2 separate regions of the Mus musculus genome follow, and region 1 is linked to region 2. The links are chromatin contacts, called in public Hi-C maps. All regions are on one chromosome and are shown on one strand. The core of a region is the stretch at or near the end of the contact, and the rest is flanking DNA. Distances in the headings are between cores, read along the strand shown. Region 1 has its middle 41 kb from the start of Gm34633. Region 2 overlaps Rfx4 (regulatory factor X, 4 (influences HLA class II expression)).

Region 1 (2,780 bases), core at 97-2,596, 230 kb before region 2:
CCAGAGACTAAACCACCAACCAAAGAGCATACACGGGCTGGTCCAAGCCCCCTGCACATATGTAGCAGAGGACTGCCTTGTCTGGCCTCAGTGGGAGAGGATGTGCCTAATCCTGTAGAGACTTGATGCCCTAAGGAAGGGGGATCATGGGGGAAGGGGAGGTGTGGGTGAGGGAGGGTGTGGGTGGGTGGAAGAGTACTCTCTCAGAGGCAAAGAGGAGGGTGAAGAACTCGGGAGGGGAGACCAGGAAGCGGGGGCAACATTTGGAATGTAAATAAATAAAATAGTTTAATTTTAAAAAAAGAAATAGTTCCAGGTCAAATTGCATATGATTATTTAACTATTCTTCTTAATGTTCCCTAGCATTCTTTTTTAACGTGTTTCTTATTCGTTCTACCCAATACTGATTTTATTAAGGTATAGGTGCATGTATCCTGTGCTTTGACCATGGTCGTTCCCTCTCTTTCCTCCCTAGGGTTCCCATTCGCTCCTCAACTATCATGCCCTGTATATTATCTTCGTGACTACTTTTTTTCAGCGCATAAGTGTTTGTTTGTATATTTATTCCCGTTGCTCGGAATGTATTTAAGAGCTTAGAAGATGTGCACATATCCAGTGAAGTTAGTGTTCCTGCTGTCACCCCTCCACCGAGACCCGCTTGGAGTGCCTCAGAAAGATCTAGATGCTAATAAACCCAGGCAGACTGCTAGAGGGCAGTAGAAGCGCGTGCTGCTTTTAGTCCCCGACCAGCTCCGGATCAAGGCAGGCTCTTCCCTCCCATTTCAAAAGGGAAGGCCGAGACCCCTCCAGAAGGAAAGGCAGCAGCCATCAAGTTTACCTGACCAGTTACTCAAACAATCTAAAAGCAGAATTGCATGCAGATCACCTGCTTTTTAATGATTTAATATTTACGGCATTTTTTTTTTTACATATAGGTACATTGGAAATTTTTTTAATGTTTTGTGTAAAAGCTTTTTGTTTTGTTTTGTTTTTGTTTGTTTGTTTGTTTGGAAAATGACAATTCAAAAGAAGGAGGATGCAAATAAGTGTCTTTCTGTTTCCCACTCAGTTCTGCTGCTGGAGAGAAACTGCTCACCAAGTCCCAAGACCCAGAGATAGTTGAACTAAATGCAGGCTGACTTCTGGTGCCCTGTCTGCGGTGCAAGCGGGGGTGGGGAGCAGGCGGGCAGAATTCACGCACAGAATCTAGAGTAATGTGAACAAAAGCGTGAACGCTGTTGACCCCAGGCAAACGTCTCCATCACCCACCCACCCAGCCGTGCTCCCCAAAAGGAAATCTACAAAGGTTTCTACGCTCTGAAGTGCCCCCCCCTTCTTCTTCCTGTTGATTTAACAGATCCGAAACCCTACCAGCGGCACCCACAGTATCGATCTTGGTAAATCCTGCCTTCTGAAGCTGTCCCTGGTGTAATTAAATTACTGTAAATACAATTAGAAAGTCCCTCTAGGTGGTCTGTGTGACACTAGCCCCAAAGGAATTGTCTTGAAATATCTGAATCCAAAGTAAAGAGGAAAGTGGCGGAATCCCCTTAATCTTTGGGGCCAGTCCTTTGAGGATTTGTGGCTGTGAAATAACCGGAGGCTGGGGGGAGAGGGGGTTAGGCATAGCCAGCGGCACTTTCAGGAGACATTTTTTTCTGTACCCGGGCCTTCAGGGTCAGTGTGGGGGCTCCGGTCTCCACTGCCAGCTTCCTGCCCCCTCCCCTTGTCTTCTTTCCGAGGCCTGACCAGTGATTTGCAATTCGCTTTCATTCTGGCTGAGCAGGGTCCTGGCCAACTTCGCATCCAGCACTTGTGCACAGGGTTGGGAGCTGTTGCTATGTGGTCCACGTGTGTTGCTCAACAAGCTTAAACTTTGCCTAGCCCGTGCTAAACTAATTTGCGTCAATTTGTCTACATCATGCCAACAATCGTTCTGAATAGGGCATACAAGGCTGTTGAGAAAGGGCCTGGGACCAGATGCCGCCGGCCATTCTGCCGAGCCTCGAGATCTCTAGTTCTTCTCCATGGTTTCGTCATATCCTAGTGACAATGTTAGTTTTTCCACTGTGGAGTTAAAACTTTTTTTTTTTTTTAAACAAAAGACACTGCCTATACAACAGGCAATCCAACCGATTTTTTTTTTTTTGTAAGAAAGAAACTGTTGACACACTGTTTCCTAACAACCCCCTACCCTCAGTTTTAAAGAAGCAAAGAGTGTGAAGTTTTAAAGAAAACGTTTATGCAGCTGTGACCAGGTACTATACAAACTGTCCTTCTTTTAGACTAAAACTGTAAGCCTAAAAGCCGATTGCTTTTTACAGAAAGATAATTTTAAAATAAGAAAATAATTAGCACTTATGCCTACAGACAGTCAGACAATACAGGATAGCCAAAGCCGTTTGTAGTAAAAAGAGTTCTCGTGAAAGATTTGTTTTATTGTTTGAGGCAGGGTCTCACCCATAGCTCAGGCTGATCTGGAACTCACTGTATGTAGCCCATTTTGGCCTTGAAATCACTTTGATTCTCCTGCCTCAGACTCCCAGGTGTTGGAATTAGAGGCATGGACTATCACATTCAGCGCAAAAATAATATTTTTAGAGACTTACTTTCTTTTTAATTGCGTGTGTGGCTGTATCTGTGTGTGGGCATGCGCACGTGTGTGTAGGTTCCCTCGGGCGCTAGAGCAGGGCTTCAGACCCTCGGGAGCTGGAGTCACAGAGGTCGTGAGTTCATCAACAAGGCTGCTGGAAAACAAACCCTGCCTCTCTGCAAGAGCT
Region 2 (2,884 bases), core at 384-2,883:
GTGATGAATACCCATTTTACCAACCTTTGTTTTGTTTCCTTTTGGTTTATGTTTTTGGGTTTTTTTTTGTTTTGTTTTGTTTTTGTTTTTGTTTTTTGAGGTTTTTTTTTTTTTTTTTTTTGGTTTTGTTGTTGTTTCGGTTTCAGCTAAAATAAGGCATGAATCTTAAGCAACGGAGTAAATGTCCTCATGTAGCTTTAAACTCACTCTGAGGACCCTTGCCAGGGAAGTGGTCCAGTACTGTTGTAACTCCTGTAGAGTGAGGACGAGGCCTCCCAAGGTGACCACTTGCAGGGGGTGGCACTTGGTCAGCTCATTCCAACATGACTTTGAAGGAAAATCAGCTCAGTCATTTCATACCCAAGTCTCCTAAATGAATATGACCCCCGGACTCGGGCAAATGGCAAAGCCAAGTACTAAGGGGGTCCCAGGCATTCTGTCCCCTGCCCTTTCCTGGGACTGGGCATAGGGAGCGGATCCTGCTGGCTCTCATGCTCCAGTAAATACCTTACGCAATCCTTTCTAGGTGACCCAATACCCTGAGGCTAGGGGGAGCACCCAGTCACCTCAGAATCCCTAAAGTCCCACATAGTCCTTGGCACATGATAGGAGCCTGATATTTGATGGATGGATCATTTCAATCGTTTACTCATCCGATAGATAAACACTGACTTTATCGCTTGCTGGGCACTGAGGTCATGTCATTGCGAGCAAAATGGTCCTTGATGGATATCATGAACAGATTCATGGTAAACAGAGGGATAAAGATGAGATCTTTAATTCAACACTGAGGGCTACCCAGTGTTCTGAACACAAGAAAACAGATTAGTATGGCCCCTGTATAAGGATGATATGCAAATTCATGTAGTGTTCCACATTAAAAATAAATAAATAAATAAATAAATAAATAAAGGGACGATTGTGACCCAAATGAAGCTCTTCCATACCAGTAGTGCATGTTCTCCGTGTCACCAAGTGGAACCCTGTGTTCCGCTCAGGAAAACTAGCTCCATGGACGTATAGGTTTCTTGGGCCTGCCCTGCACTTTGGATCTGGGATGAATGAAAACCCGTCTTCAAATTTAGCCAAGATCCCTCACTGCCACTCACAGCATTGTTCCTCTGTAGAGGTGACATCAGCGGCCCAGCTGAGGCTCAAACTTTACAGGGACCATGTAAGTGAGGCAGCTGTCACCAACGGGGGTCCCACAGGCATGCTTTGTTTAGCCTGAGCAGCACTGGCTCAGCTTTTAAACCCCTGGACTTCACACAGAAGAAGCTGGATTCCTGGCTTCTTATGAAAAAGTCGAGGTCTGGCAACCCTGGACCCGTATTCCCTCATGACAGCAATTGGCCAGGGTGAGCAGTGCCTGGGGGTTGGCCCGAGTCCTCACCCCTCCCCATTTTTCTTACACCAAGACTATTTTCTGTTCCTTTCCTGGCTCCTGTGGGCACTTGTGTTGGCATAAGACATGACCTATGTCCTAGTTCACTTTGGAGTCTATTTGGGGAGAGTGACATACAAGAAACAATAATATTTAAATACTATAAACTCCTGACCGTAGAGGCTATTGAAGAGGGAAACAGATGGGTGTGTAGATGGGAGTGAATAGTTATGGTTTCACAGAGGACTTGGGACTGAAATTTTGTAACAGCAAACAACAGCTCACATTCATGGAACTTGTCCTAGGTGCCAGGCCCTGGGTATCCAGGCTTTTACTTCATTCTCATGAGAGTCACGTAAAAGCCAGGCGTGTCAACACATGCCTGCAATCCTAGCACTCAGAAGGGTGAAGTGGGAGGATCTGGGTTTGCAGTGAGCTTAGGCTATGTAGTGTATCCAGGGATAGCCTGAGCTACATAGTTGAGCACCCAGGTCAACAACAGCAAAGCCCAAATGAAGCACAGCAAAGTAAAGTAAAGCAAAGCAAAAACAAAACAAACACAACACACAAGATAGGCATTACACCCATCGTTCAGATTGCAAATTCAAGGCTCAAAAAGTAGAATTCGTTTGCTAATATGACCAGTAGTTAAGAGAGTTCTCACTAGAAACCCGGTCTGCCACCGAAGTTGGAGGAGGCTTTGGGCAAGAGGAACAGCAGAGAGCAATAGGTATGTCATACACTTTGAACCATGGAGACATCTGTCTGCATGGGAAGAGGGGCTTGTGGAAGAAGAAGGAAAAGGAGAGAATGGTGGAAATTGAGGGGAATCTTTAAATATGCAAAGGAGTGGCCTCACCAAGGTGCTACCTTAACGTGCCCTTTCCAGAAGATCAGTGAATAGCATTCAAATGATTGGGGGCTAAAAGGATGGCTCATTAGCTAAGAGCGTACACTGCTCTTCTTTCAGAGGATCTAAGCAAGCTCAGTTCTCAGCAACCTTGGCAGGTGGCTCATAACTTCTGTAAGTCCAGCTCCAGGCACTGACCGTCTCCTGACCTCTGCCTTCATTTATATACACATGGCATACATTCACACAGACGCATCGATACACGTAGTTTTTTTTTTTTTTTTTTTTTTTTTTTTAAACAGGAAGACTGAAAAAACCCAAAGACTCATGGATTAGCTCAGTTAGTGAAACATGAGAACCTTTACTTATAAAGCATGAGCTTAGATCCCAGCGCCCATGGTTCAAAATGAGCATGATAGTATGTGCATGTAGCCCAGTGCTGGGGATGCAAGGAGGGACTCTGGCTGGGCCACCAGCATAACAGATTGGTGAGTTCAAAGTTCAGTGAGAAACCACGCCTCAAAATAATAACATGCAGAGTGACTGAAGAAGGTGGGTCAGAATACTCCATGCTGACCTCTGGCCTTTGCGTGTGCGTGCACGCACGCACGCACACACACACAAGACTCAGAGGCAAGACCACTTGATTA

The links. Hi-C and Micro-C count contacts between places; a contact is called where the count stands out from the background.
Region 1: a contact with region 2 is called in a Hi-C map of liver, with 3 times the contacts expected there. The contact joins two enhancer-like sites. A contact is called at or near these places in 2 of 39 promoter capture datasets (cranial neural crest and liver), 6 of 484 Hi-C or Micro-C datasets (cerebellar granule neurons, cortical neurons, liver and 1 more), 2 of 115 datasets of contacts at active chromatin or transcription factors (bone marrow-derived macrophages and embryonic limb bud) and 1 of 9 other capture datasets (embryonic stem cells).

The regions. Positions count from the first base shown.
Region 1 is chr10:85,043,452-85,046,231 of GRCm38.p6, reverse strand. No RefSeq gene overlaps it. Among named protein-coding and RNA genes, the nearest start is that of Gm34633, 41 kb to the right of the region's middle. Within about 2 kb of position 1,346, at least 52 of the 459 cell types and tissues checked have an H3K27ac peak or open chromatin away from gene starts, as enhancers often do. A contact at or near this core is called in liver, where this site is marked.
Region 2 is chr10:84,809,085-84,811,968 of GRCm38.p6, reverse strand. The region is part of intron 3 of Rfx4 (regulatory factor X, 4 (influences HLA class II expression)); the gene reads right to left. The region is part of intron 2 of Gm40728 (a long non-coding RNA gene); the gene reads left to right. Among named protein-coding and RNA genes, the nearest start is that of Gm40728, 53 kb to the left of the region's middle. Within about 2 kb of position 1,633, at least 22 of the 459 cell types and tissues checked have an H3K27ac peak or open chromatin away from gene starts, as enhancers often do. A contact at or near this core is called in liver, where this site is marked.